2 separate regions of the Arabidopsis thaliana genome follow, and region 2 is linked to region 1. A link is a contact called in public targeted proximity ligation data. All regions are on one chromosome and are shown on one strand. The core of a region is the stretch at or near the end of the contact, and the rest is flanking DNA. Distances in the headings are between cores, read along the strand shown.

Region 1 (6,763 bases), core at 2,017-4,516:
CCGTCCGATTAGAAATTTTCTTTTACCACTAATGGAGTTTATATGGATCCCTTTAATAGTTGGGTTGATAATGGAATTTTGATTAGAATGTTGATATAGTGCTTATAATGGGTCTTATCGGATCTTATAGGCGAAAAAGCTAGCTTAGTGGAAACTCGAAAATCTTCTTTTGTTAGTAGTTTTTAATATATTATTTCTGTTTTTTCTTTGAAGGGACTAGTGGGATTGACATGGACGGCATTTGCTGGGTCACGTTCAGCTACTAAGACTATCTCTTCTTACTTTCTCTACTCTTCACTATGTCTTGTCTCAATCGGTTTAGGCGTCTTAAACCCTTCTCTTCAAGCCTTTGGTGCAGACCAACTCGACCACGACCTCGATAAGAATTTCGATCTTTCCTCGGGTGATCAAAAGGACGCGAAAGCTACCCGAAAGACTCAGTTTTTCCAATTGTGGTACTTTGGCGTCTGCACCGGCAGCCTTATGGGTGTCACAGTCATGGCTTATATTCAAGACACTTTTGGTTGGGTTCTCGGTTTCGCCATTCCTGGTATCGTGATATTCCTGTCGATTTTGGTGTTCATGTCGGGTTGTGGAATTTATGTTTATGCTCCGGGCGCCCGTCTGAAGAAGAAAACAACTACTACACCTTTTGAGAAGATTCTTAAATTCATTAAAGGGAGAGTAGTGAAGCAGAGAAGCATATATACACTTGCAGATGAGAAAGATTTGGATGCTATGGAGCTTGAGTAAGTTCGGAAAAACCACGATATCTCATGAAACTAATTAGTCTTTTAAGTTTTTTAGCGACTAATGATTACCTGTTTATGTAGGCTAGAGGAGAGGCCTCTCTGTAAATGTGAGACCGAAGACATTGAGACTCCTTCAACAACCTCCAAAGGATTGGAAGATGACGAGAGCTCGAAAACGGTTTTCTCTGGAATTGATAATGTTAAGTTAGTGATTCGCCTTTTCCCCATATGGATGATGCTTCTCATGTTCGCGGTTATCTTCCAGCTACCAGCAACCTTTTTCACCAAACAAGGTGTGACTATGAAGAGAAACATTGGGTCCAACTTCAAAATCCCACCTGCAACCCTGCAAAGCACGATCACATTATCAATCATCCTGCTTATGCCATTATATGATAAGATTTTGATACCTATTACCAAGAGAATCAAGAAAAACGGTACAGGTATCTCTGTGATGGAGAGAATGGGAGTCGGAATGTTTCTATCCATCATTGCCATTGTTATTGCGGCAATAGTCGAAAGGAAAAGACTAGCCATAAGCCAAAAGATGAAGACTTTACCTGATTATGATCCAGAAACCGTCCCACTGAGCATCTTCTGGCTGCTGCCTCAGTACATCCTCTTGGGAATCTCAGATATATTCACAGTCGTTGGGATGCAAGAGTTTTTCTACAGTGAGGTTCCTGTAAGAATGAGAACAATGGGATTTGCTCTCTACACAAGTGTTTTTGGTGTTGGAAGCTTTGTGAGCGCCGCACTGATCTCAATTGTCGAGGCTTACTCGAGCTCAACAGGTGACCGACAAAACTGGTTTGCAGATGATATGTCGGAAGCTCGGCTTGACAAATACTACTGGCTTCTTGCTCTTACAAGTACAATAAGCTTTGTAGTCTACATATTTCTATGCAAGTTTTTCAAGAGTAGCAGTGATCAAGGCGATGAAAAAGAAGAAGCCCCTAAATGAAAGAAGAAAAACTTTGATTCCTTTGACACAGTCGACTTAGATAACCGTTTGCCATAAGATTCCACGAATGATCTAACTGTAGTAGTAGCTTTAGAACTAACTAGCAAACCAAAAGAGATAGACAACTGTAAGATTTTTATTCATAAGAAACAGTATCTTATAATATCAAATGCAAAAGATTCAACATTATTATTATCTCGTGTGTTTGATTACATATCATCATTAATCCTCCCATTGACCAACAACATTTCTAAAATGGACAGATTCAAAACAGACAAAAAAAAAAAAGTCTGAAACTTTGATTTATACCTTTAATCATGTGAGCTGTTTCCATTGAGACCAACTTCTTTAGCTACGTTGCTCTCTTCTCGAACCTCGTCTTCTTCATCAGAGTCAAGTGTGAAAGTACTTAAATTCTCCAACTCAGCTCCGAGAGGTCGATATTTAGAATGATCTTGACGGAGATAACCATTCTTGTTAGCAATGACAGAGAACAAACCAGTAGCCACAACTACCATTAGAGCCAAATGACAGTTAAATTGAAGAGTAGCTATAGCTTTTGCTCGGTGATAATCACCGTGTCCTTTGCACTTGATCGTGAAATTGCCTCTGCTCTTCTCGTGAAACGTACAGTTATTAGTGATCAAACCGGTAAAAAACGATACACCCATTTGCAGAAACCATGTTCCTTGCAGAATCAGACCGATCCCACGACCTAATTTCGCAAACCGATGCGTGCTAGAGTCGGATTTGAGCTCAAAAACCGTGGAGAAGACGCAGATGGCAATGGGCACGAGCATGAGATCGTAATAACGATTCTCGATTCCAGAAACATCTTTCTTTTGCAGGTAGAACATTAAGAACTCCTCAATGAAGCCAAAGAGAAGCAATAAAGTTGTAATCGAAGACGGAAGTGCAACAAAGACAGCGTTTTTGGAGTTGACCAGATATGTTAGAATGGCGTAATATAGGAATAGTACTGCCACTGCCACGATCTGTAACTGGATCATTGACCCGACCCGATCGCGAGATCCGATTGAGCTGAAGAAGGAGAAAAACGAGTTCGCAATAAACAGAGACGAAAGCAAAGCTACGGGGATGGAAGATGATCCAACAGATTTTGGCGGCGAAGCTCTGATCTGAGCCATAGGGGAAGATGAATCAGCAGTACCAGAAGATGAATTCGGATCCAGGTTCGATGAGTCCAGTGACTCCCACGCGCCGATTACTGCAAATCCACCGCCGGCGACGGCGTAACTTAATATACCCATGACTCCAATCTTCACAATCTCTGCGAATCAGGTTATACTTCTTTCGAGGAAATTTGGATTTTTCCGCCATTAAAGCTTAACAGAATCGAGCTTCTGATCTGATAAACCGGAAAGATCCGACCCGACCCGAATAACCCAAAATGGGATAGGCTAGTAGCCCAATAACTCAATATGGGCCTACTGGGGTCTTCAAATAGTTCATGTTTAAATATTCTAACCATCACGTGACAATCATGTGACCTCTATGGATATGCTGCTGCTGCATATAGCTCCGCTTGCGTAATCCAGTTTGCTTGGAGAAATGTTGCTTCCACTGTTTCACCAGCAACCATTGATACTTGCCAAAACCTTTCCCGATCGAATTTTCCCGCCATTCCTTGTTCCCAACACCCTAGTTTCGCGACGCAATGTCAGTCGAGCGAACTCCGGCATCTTCTGTAGTTCTGCTTCCGGTCGAAAGACTCTTCCCCAATCGGCTATCCAGAGAATCGCTGAGAAGCTTCGTAGCCTTGGATTCGTGGAAGAGAAGCATGATTCACCGACTAGGAGAATCACGGGAGAAGAATCTGGTAAGAATTCCCCAGGAGAGATATTCGTTCCGTTGCCTAAGCAGCTTCCGATTCACCGGGTCGGGCACACGATTGACACAAGCTGGAGCACGCCTAGTTACCCGGTTCCGAAGCCCGGGTCGGGTACTGCCATTTCAAGGTACCATGAGTTGAAGAGAGTGTGGAAGAAGGAAACGGAGATGGAGAGGAAGAAGGAGGAGAAGGTTCCGTCGTTGGCGGAATTGACATTGCCGCCGGCGGAGCTGAGGCGGTTGAGGACGGTGGGGATTAGGTTGACGAAGAAGCTGAAGATTGGCAAGGCTGGGATTACGGAAGGGATTGTGAATGGGATTCACGAGAGATGGAGGACGACGGAGGTTGTGAAGATTTTCTGCGAAGATATTTCCAGAATGAACATGAAACGGACCCATGACGTCTTGGAGGTTTGTTTGCCTCTCTACTTTTGATTTCATGATAGGGATTTGATAGTAACATTTGACTCTCAATGAAAGATCTATGAACATGTCAACAAATGGCACAGACGGAAATTCATACTTGTCCTGGTTGATTTTACAGACAAAAACTGGAGGCTTAGTCATTTGGAGGTCTGGAAGCAAAATATTGTTGTATAGAGGGGTAAATTATCAGTACCCTTATTTTGTATCTGATCGGGATTTGGCACATGAAGCTGCTTCAGGAGCATCATCTATGGATCAAGGAGTGGTTGATAGTAGAGAGAAACAGAGTATTGCAGAATCTTCTGCCCCGAGTATTACTAATAAAATGGTTAAACCGATGTTGACGCAAGGCGTTGGTTCTCCGGATAAGGTTAGGTTTCAATTACCCGGGGAAGTACAGCTTGTAGAAGAAGCAGACCGTTTGTTGGAAGGATTGGGTCCAAGATTTACTGACTGGTGGGCATATGATCCCCTTCCCGTAGATGGTGATCTTCTGCCAGCCGTAGTACCTGACTACAGGAGACCATTTCGCCTTCTTCCATATGGCGTCAGTCCAAAACTAACTGATGATGAAATGACCACAATAAGGAGACTTGGTAGACCACTCCCTTGTCATTTTGCTTTAGGTAAGCTTGGTTTCACCTGATTTTAGCTTCATTTAGACACGAAAAGATTGTTAACTTATTCTGGCTTACCTTTTCGAGACTTCCAGGTAGGAATAGAAATTTGCAGGGACTAGCTGTTGCAATTGTCAAGCTTTGGGAGAAATGTGAGCTTGCCAAGATAGCAGTGAAGAGAGGAGTTCAGAACACTAATAGTGAGCTGATGGCCGAAGAGTTAAAGGTTGTTGGTTTACTTCTAGTGATCAAAGTATCAAACTATTTGTGGCTCTGTTTGCGAACAATAGAAAATTATGCCCTTCGGAGTCCCATATAACTAAAGAGATCTATTGATGAGCGAAAATATATGTATGTTGCAGTGGTTGACTGGAGGGACTCTGATATCTCGGGATAAAGATTTCATTGTCCTGTACAGAGGAAAGGATTTCCTCCCATCTGCAGTTTCTTCTGCAATAGAAGAGAGGAGAAGGCAAACAATGATAATGGAGAATTCTAGTGTGCATGGTAATAAGCTGACTGAAAACGAAGAGGAAATAAAACCTCGGGCTGTTAAAGAGGATATTGAACTAGAAGCTAAGGATCAGAAGGATCATATACAAACCCATCAGATGAAATCAAGACAGCGAAATTCTCCTGAGGCAATCCTTGAAAAAACTAGTATGAAGTTGTCCATGGTATGCCCTAACAGACAATTTATACTTGAATCCATTGGGTTTGCGAGACCTTTTTTAGTTCTGAACGGTTAGTTTTTGTCTTTAGGCGTTGGAAAAGAAAGCAAATGCAGAAAAAGTCCTGGCGGATCTGGAGAATAGAGAGAGTCCTCAACTTTCTGATATTGACAAGGAGGGTATTACTAATGATGAAAAGTACATGCTCCGGAAAATTGGCTTGAAAATGAAGCCTTTCCTTTTACTAGGTAGGTCATTGTTTTTCCTCTTTTTCCAATTGAAAGCAGTCTGTTCCCGTCTTTCATGTAAATACTCGTGGTAAATGAGTAGTAACTGTCATGGACTCATCTCTTTGACATGGTTTATGTAAACTTCCTGTTCTGACGTATCTTGTTGTGTTCTCAAGGTAGAAGAGGCGTCTTTGATGGAACAATAGAGAACATGCATCTTCACTGGAAGTATAGGGAACTTGTGAAGATCATTTGTAATGAATATAGCATTGAAGCTGCTCACAAAGTAGCAGAAATCTTGGAAGCAGAAAGTGGTGGCATACTAGTTGCTGTGGAGATGGTTAGTAAGGGCTATGCAATCATTGTGTATCGTGGAAAGAATTATGAGCGGCCTCAATGTCTACGACCTCAAACACTTCTCAGTAAGAGAGAGGCGCTGAAGCGGTCTGTGGAGGCACAACGTCGAAAGGTAAAGAACCAATCATAACAAATCCATGACATGACAATATTGTCCTGTAAATAATATCTTATCTGGAAACTTCAAATTACTTTTATGACTTCCTCGCTTGCATGTTGAATTAATTTTCTGCTCAAATTAATGCAGTCATTGAAGCTACATGTGCTGAAACTTTCCAACAATATCGAAGAATTGAACCGTCAATTGGTAAGTCATATGTGTGGCTCAGCTTGATTTTCTTAAACAGTCCTTGAAGAGACGTAACATTTGAATGCTGCTGGTTGGGGGCAGGTCGAGGACAGCGCAACCAATGAAACTTGGTCAGATGGGGAATCAAGTAACATGATGGTAAATTATTTACAGTTTCAGTAAACACATGCCAATTCTTGATGCTACACCTATGCTTCTATGAGTTTCTCAATTCTCCTTATTTCTTATGTAGGTCGAAGAAGAAACAGAAAATCAGCATACTGAACCTGAGAAAGCAAGAGAAAAAATTGAACTTGGCTATTCATCTGACTTATCAGTTCCTTCCTCTGGTGAAGAAAACTGGGAGGTGAGATTGTGAGCTCCTCCTCTAAGTTTCTTGCAAATGGCTCCTATTAATATATTCTCTGGATTACTAAAATGTGAACCCGAATTCTGAGACTGCGTTGGTGAATATATTTGAAGGATGACAGCGAAGGTGAAGTAGACCCATTAACTACGAGCAGTCAGGAGTATCAAGAAGATGAATCTGAATCTGCCTCGTCTCAGAGACACGAGGGTAACTCTCTCGATTCAACTGCAAATCTG
Region 2 (6,985 bases), core at 918-3,417, 60 kb after region 1:
TCCTTCTCGCTGCCATATGTTTATATACATTTATAGTTAAATCACAAAAATTATGAATTAAGTAGTATTGAAAAATCCCGTTACTAATTTATAATAATGTTTTAGCTTTTATTAATCTAATCATGTATTAATGTATGCATGCGAATAGAAAAGATGTATATACTTACATGAGAAGCTTCTTGAGAGCTTCAATAGCCTCGTCGTATGCTTCGGTTCCCATCTCTTCACTCTGCAAGTTGGTTGACCAAATAAAATTAGAAGAAAATGAGTACTAGTATATTTTATTGTCGTGAACGTAATTAAGTAGAGAGCGAGTCATGACGTGTTTTAAATGTTGAAACTACAATCAACCTGTTCAGAACTTCATTATACGATAAAGTACAATTTTATAGTCTTTTATATTATGATTTTATTTTCGCTAGTAGGAACCAAATCGGTAGGTTGAATGAATAAATATAGATGGCGACTTAATCACCACTATGCTCCACACGCTCTCATATGGTACATGTGCATACACACACGTCTCAGTTTCATGAATCGTTTTTGTTGAAGCTACTACTAGCAACTTTTCTTTTATCACGTGGATCCTACGTACGTTCTAACTCTCAAAATTTCAAAAATGTCGGATCTTGGGTAGGAATGAGACAACGCTTTTAATATTTCGAGGTGATTTGTTTTTAACTTCACTAGATGTCGAAGCAAGTAGTTTGAAGATCTGTATAGAATAAGGATTGAAAATGAACTCTTCCCTTGCTTGTGATTCACTAATTAAGCAACTTTAGTTTGATTCTTGTTAATTTGGGTAATTCTTTCAGTACCACGCTAAAGACCAAAAGTCAAACACGGATGATAATAGTAAGGATAATATAAGGAAATACCAAGGGAAAAAAAAACTGAAATGTGAAACACATGTGACAGTTTCCAAGATTTGTGGAAGTTTCGTAAGCTAGTTTCTATAGAAGATTTTTGTTCCTATCACTAAAATGGCAATTGCAGAATCTATATAATAATTTCGTAAAATCTTTACAAATTTTAAAATTCTGTAACTTTAGTTTGCTATCTATGTAATGTACCCCTATTATACGTAAACAGCAATGTAAGTTATGTAAGAAATAATGTAGGTTAAGAAACAGTGATGAATGTAAAAATGTATACCCAATAAGGGGCAATGATAGGAGCAGGAGCGGCAAAAACTGGCTCGTTACGGATAAGCGTTGGAACGGAACGGGAAGACGAGGAGGAGGAAGATGAGGAAGAAGAAGAGGCGGGTGGGAGGCAAGCGACGGTGGAAGAAGTACGAAGAGAGAGTTTCTGGAGAGAAGATTGAGAAGGAGAAAGTGAAGTGAGAAAGAAGCCGGAGAGAGGAGCGGTCGACATTTGTTGGCGAAGAGAAGCGGAGATCAGAGAGAGTGAGATATGTGTATTTATAGTTAGAACTAAGACTCTTATGGAAGCTACTATATACTTAAGTGAATAATGGGATTGGTTGAAAGATTTGGGAGTTTAAAAGAACGGAGTCTCATGGTCATGGTGAGGTTGTGGGAACGAGGATAACGAAAGCGATAGCTGCGGTGAATAACAAACTTTCTTCTTTTCTTGTGGATGAGGAATATTAGCTCAAGATTTCAAAACTTTTACGTGCTCTTTTCTTCTTTCAATTCTTTTTTTTATAAAAAAATAAAAGGTCTCAGAAAGGTTTAGAGGATAAGGTCCCTTATCATGAAAACAAGGATCAGCCTCTTTCACTTACCCTCTCAGGCTCTCATCTTAAATAATCACCACCCACTTTAGATGTTAGGCCATTTGTTTGTGGTATACATATAGAAAGATCCATACTTCTCTAGGCTCTCTCTAGACCAGAGATTGCTATTGTATACACAATCTAGAAGATGCAAAGGATTAACATCGATCATGGACTGTTCTACTCTACGAAACAACAGACTCAGTGAAAACTCTTAGCATGAAAATGAAGAGGAAATAAAAAAAATAGAGAAGAAGGGTCTCTCCTCTCAGACCTTCCATGGCCATAAATCATCATATAGGCAACATTAGATAACAGAGTTTCTATTTTCTTCAACATGTTAGGAGAGAGCGAGAGAGAGAGAGAAAATGAAGAAGAAATACAGAGACCAGTAACGCATTAGGGTTGGTTTTGGGACTTATATGTAAAGTGGGCAACGGCGAAACTATGTCGACATTTTTTCATGCAAACACACAACATAATGTCAACATTCTCTTGTCATAGAGTGCGCGAATGTGGCAATGTTGTTCACAACGATATTAGGGTTAAGTACCTCGAGGAATGGATAGAGACAGAAGAATGGATGTAACATTTTAACTTATGCCAAAACAAAACTTCTACGACTTTGGGCATAGTCTTATTGGACAAACTGAGAATGCGATACACCGAGCTGCTTTCGCCAGCCTAAATCTTTCGCTCTCTGTTAACACTCTCTCGATCACCTTTATGATATTTGCATCCTGCAAAACATTGTACAAGTTGCTTCAGGTTTATGTCTTGAACCAATCAGGCAAATATAACGTGGAACATCTTATTCAAGCTTTTCCTATTGTATGAAGAAGAGACTACTGCATAGTAGGAGTAACCTTTCTTGGTTGTTGAATTGTAGGCCTGACGTTAGCAACATCACCAACTACAATTATATTGTTCGTGTTTCCTCGGTCATCTCTTTCCGTTGGTGAAGTTGCTGAATGCCTCCAATCACCGTTGATTATGTACTTGTAGTAGTATCTGCCACATTGTCAATAATCACCAAGTTATATGACACAAATGCATTTTCATAAGTTTCTTTGCAGTTTGCAATCCCTCAAAAGTCACAATTAACATGCAGGGAAGATTATGAGACGTTTTACTGTTGAACCTTAAAAAAAGCATCAACGGGAAAGGTAAAAGAAGCATGACTTACTTTCCCTGTGTAAGTCTAACTTCAGTTTCAAAACGTGGACCGCCTTTGTGCGTTGCTTTTATCGGTTCTTTCCAATTTCCTGTGAAATCCCCAACCAACAATACCTCCTCCCCCTGTAAACCAAGGTGTAACTTAAAACACAGAGGCTAGTTGCTCAACCCTACAGATCACGAGTTCCATAAAGAATTGCAGCAAAGTAATAAAAGCATGTGAAGCAACAGTCACCTCATGTCCATTCCACACAAAGGTTACAGAGTGTGTTGGAGTCCCATCATGTTTGCCATCGTCCACCATAGCGATAAGATCCCATGTTGCCCAAGCAATTGCAGGTCTGTGAAAAAATACATATAACTTGTCTGATGTTTTCATTAAAACAGAAAAGCTATCCATGGTCTGCAGGTTAATGGTCAAGACAGAGATAAGATGGATAAAAACCTGTCAGGTTTGCAAGCGTGCAATCCAGTAACGAAACTATAAGCAGCATGAAGAGAGGTATCAGTCATCCAGTGCAGATAAGCAATCACACAAGCGGATGACCGGTCAAAACCAGTGGTACAAGTTACAAAGACACGATGGTTCTTTTTCAGTAACCGTAGTAAGAGCCCAACACAAAGTGGTAGCTTCTTCCTAAGATCAAAGGAATCTGCATCCCTGGCACCAAAATATCAAAACTGATTAGAGCGGTAGGAAATGAAAGCATGAACGCACATAATGTGCCTCAAGGCGATATGACTTTGCATACTTTATAGGGTAGTTGATCATTAAGACTTCAGATTTCTGGCATGCATCATTGATACTTTGTGAATCGATCCCCCAGTTTTGAGCTTCAGTTCCACCTTGGAAATTTAGTATGGCAGTAATTCCCTGTAGAAAGAAAAGTATGGCCAGTTAAAACCATACTTTCAATTCTATCATTTGCATACCATAGGTAGGTAATATAAGTCATATAAAAGACTCACAGCTTCCGACAAGTTTTCCACATCCTCTTCTGTTTGTATGCAAGAGCCAACATATATTTGCTCTGTAATCTGAAAAAAGGCAACAAGAGAAGAATGGTGTTTGAGAGATTGAAGAGACAGAGAGAATCATGAAACAAGAGTAATCGGGAAAAAGAGACAAATTTCAGACCTTACTGTAGCGCATTCCAAGAGCATGGTTATAAGAAAGCTCTCCTTTAGAACGGTCAAGGGCTTTGATGTATTCCTCTAAAGGGAAATTCCCATAACCCCATTCCCCATCTCCAGGAACATCTTCTGAAAAGACAGAGACCAGTGGACTGATAGGTGGAGAAAGAATGTTCTTCTTAGTCCCTGACTGAAAGGAATTGCTCTGTCTATTCAAAAGTTTCCATCCCTGAGGAGTAAAGAATTTGGAGGAAAACGCAGCATAGCCAGAGTTACCACTGCCTTGTGATGATGCTCTGAGATTCGATGATAAGAGGTTTTTGTTCCAAGTAACAAAAGACACACGCCCTCTGTTATAGAGCAAATCAAGGTCGCTCAAATGAAGCAGATACTGAATGGGAAAGGGAGAGAATGGTCTTTCAAGAACAAGGCTAAAGGATCCAGTTTTCTCTACCAGCATCTTCCTGAATAAATCAAAAACTGGAAGAAATAAAAAAGAAAATTTCAAAAACACTGATATGCAAAGTGTTTCCATGCTAAATCTTCCCATGTTAACTAGTCACCAGCAATGTTTAGTTAACAACATTAACAAGTTATATAGAAGCCTAGTACTGTACAATTCTTACTTGGTATCACCAAAATCCTTGATTTCCACAAGAGTACCACCAGAAGAATCACTAGCCTTCTTGAGTGTATCTCCTACCATGATGATTCTCGCCTTCTCCGCATTGCTCTACAAACAAACAAAAAAGTTAATAACTTTTCAAAACTCCTGAGATTACTACTACTTCCACATGACATTCTAAGGATCGGAGAATACCCCTTTTTTGATGGCGTGGACGAAGATCTTGCCATCTGCTGAAAGTGCGAAGCGAATCCCGAGGGGCTTCTCGAGAGTGACCATATACTCATTCAAATTCATTTTGAACGGAGTAGAAGAAGACGACATCGCAACAACTCTAAGAACGACTCTTCTTCGTCTGTTGAATCCGAACTTTTCCCTCGAACCCAAGTACGCAATTCCTCTTCCGTCGAATACACGGCCATTACCGCTCCGGAATGAAGATCCGATCATAATTGACGGACAAGATCGTTCGAGAGCTCCTAAACCGGAGATTTGTTGAAGAAACGCCATTAAACCGATCCAATAGAGATTTTTCCGAGAATGTGTGTGTATGGAAGAAGTTGGAACTGTGAGCAGAAAACGAGGCGGCAGAGGAAGGTAAGAAAGAAATTAGTGGTCCACGTGTCTTCACGTAGGTCCCGCTTTCTCGTGGAAGTATCTAATTTCCTTTTTATCAACACATGACACGTGTCTTTTCCTCTCAGTGAGAAAAAAAAAATGGAAAAAAAAAATATCAAACGTTCCTTTGAGTCAACGCATTGAATTGGACTTCAATACACGAAACAAAAGTTACATGGAAATATTTATAAATACAATATTTAAACAAGTACCTAATTGCTATTATAGTAATTTTTTGTCCAGTTGTGTAAAACTATACAAATTAATTGAGCTTCAATTAACGACGTAACCCTCTAATCACGGCGAAAACTCCGATCAAATCTTGCCGGTAAGGCAAATAAGATTTTCTTCTCTTGTCACCTTCCCCGACCTTATACGACACCGTTTTGTTCTTAACTTTCACGGTCGGCGAGCTCCTCTTACTGGTGTCGCCGCCGCCGTCGCTGTGGCTCCTCCGCTTAAGATCCTTAAAAGTATAGCACCGTTTTGATGCACTTGAGGGCAAAACACCACCGTCGCTATGACTTCTCGTTAGAAATTTCTTCAAACGGCACCGTTTCGGTGTGCTAGTAGATGATTCTGAGTGTTTCGAAGCAGCCGGAGATCTGAGTGGACTCCACAGACAATTTCCGGGGAAACGCTCCGATATTTTTTCAGCGGCGGCTTCTTTGTCTGTCTTGTTAGTAGTGGAAACGACGTTGGTTTTGAACGTCGGGAAGTGGACGAAGGTTTCTTCATGTAACGGCGACGTTTCAAACTCGAAGTCAACGTCTTCGTCATTGACGGAGTTGACTTTAACGGACTCATGATCTCTGATATTGTAGCTTTCGTTTTCGCGGGAAACTTTAACTGCAGCGGCGGCGAATTCACCGGAAGCGTAGTAACTGAAGCTTGGGCTATACGACACCGTTGAAGAAAAATCCTGCATTGTTTTTTACGTCTTGTTTACGATTCGCGTCCCTGTAAACTTGCTGTGTCTATGTGTCTGTATATATAATGTCATTACATGTAACATGTGGGAGTGGTTTAGTTAGCTTGTTCGTCAATACTAGGCGATAAAACGTGGTCGCTTTCGAGGTATTTGTTTATGAGAATATTGAAATTATAAACGTCAATGCTGACGATGAGGGGGTAACCTAAAGTATGATTTTATTCTTATCAACCAACCAAATATGTTAGACGTGAAATCAGATTTGGCATAATCATTTTACGATTTCTGTAATTCTTTAAAGAATTGTGTGAACTCGTGATTTATTCTATTATAATAAAACCTATTCATCATATTCTGTGACTTTGCAAATACAAGAAATGTTTTTTTGCTGAATAATTTCCAAGTTTAACAGTTACAAACAAATGATTAGTCAAAATAACTAAAATAAATTAGTTATCATATGTTTCACTTTCACTAGGAGTCCAATAGTTGTTATCCTCTAAGATTAAACAAAATAAGCATAATTTAATCAAACGCAACTTTTAGCGAATTTATAAATGACTTTTCCGAACCTTGCTATAACAACTTTGCAATAAACATATTGTCTTTTGAACCCGTCGGCACTAAAATCTCCCTGACAAATGACTCAAGGCCAAATTAACATTCTTATTTGATAAAATTAGGCATAGAAACAAGCATGATTAAATAATTGTACCACATGCCAATATCCATTTCCCAACGAATAGCAACATTGAAGTCC

Evidence for each region.
Region 2: a targeted proximity ligation map of shoot shows a contact between it and region 1, with 10 read pairs. A contact is called at or near these places in 4 of 26 Hi-C or Micro-C datasets (callus, root, rosette leaf and 1 more) and 1 of 2 datasets of targeted methods (shoot).

Annotation. Positions count from the first base shown.
Region 1 is chr3:135,745-142,507 of TAIR10.1, forward strand. CFM2 (CRM family member 2) reads left to right here and starts at 3,267. Exons shown (of 13, transcript NM_111003.5): 1 at 3,267-3,978; 2 at 4,112-4,619; 3 at 4,706-4,836; 4 at 4,973-5,287; 5 at 5,373-5,529; 6 at 5,688-5,980; 7 at 6,116-6,175; 8 at 6,260-6,316; 9 at 6,411-6,524; 10 at 6,641-6,763. The coding sequence starts at 3,289. It overlaps AT3G01360 (plant viral-response family protein (DUF716)), which reads right to left and starts at 2,987. Exons shown (of 3, transcript NM_111002.2): 1 at 2,026-2,987; 2 at 1,313-1,816; 3 at 655-1,098. The coding sequence starts at 2,987. The coding sequence ends at 2,028. AT3G01350 (Major facilitator superfamily protein) reads left to right here. Exons shown (of 4, transcript NM_111001.2): 3 at 214-749; 4 at 834-1,716. The coding sequence ends at 1,716. It also overlaps AT3G01005.
Region 2 is chr3:196,497-203,481 of TAIR10.1, forward strand. It overlaps CA1 (carbonic anhydrase 1), which reads right to left and starts at 2,168. Exons shown (of 9, transcript NM_180160.4): 1 at 1,156-2,168; 2 at 168-229; 3 at 1-9. The coding sequence starts at 1,377. LSF1 reads right to left here and starts at 5,246. Exons shown (of 10, transcript NM_111017.3): 1 at 4,872-5,246; 2 at 4,678-4,784; 3 at 4,056-4,515; 4 at 3,887-3,955; 5 at 3,670-3,791; 6 at 3,363-3,578; 7 at 3,153-3,258; 8 at 2,928-3,040; 9 at 2,608-2,752; 10 at 1,826-2,481. The coding sequence starts at 5,186. The coding sequence ends at 2,359. AT3G01513 reads right to left here and starts at 6,258. Exons shown (of 1, transcript NM_148679.3): 1 at 5,391-6,258. The coding sequence starts at 6,222. The coding sequence ends at 5,572.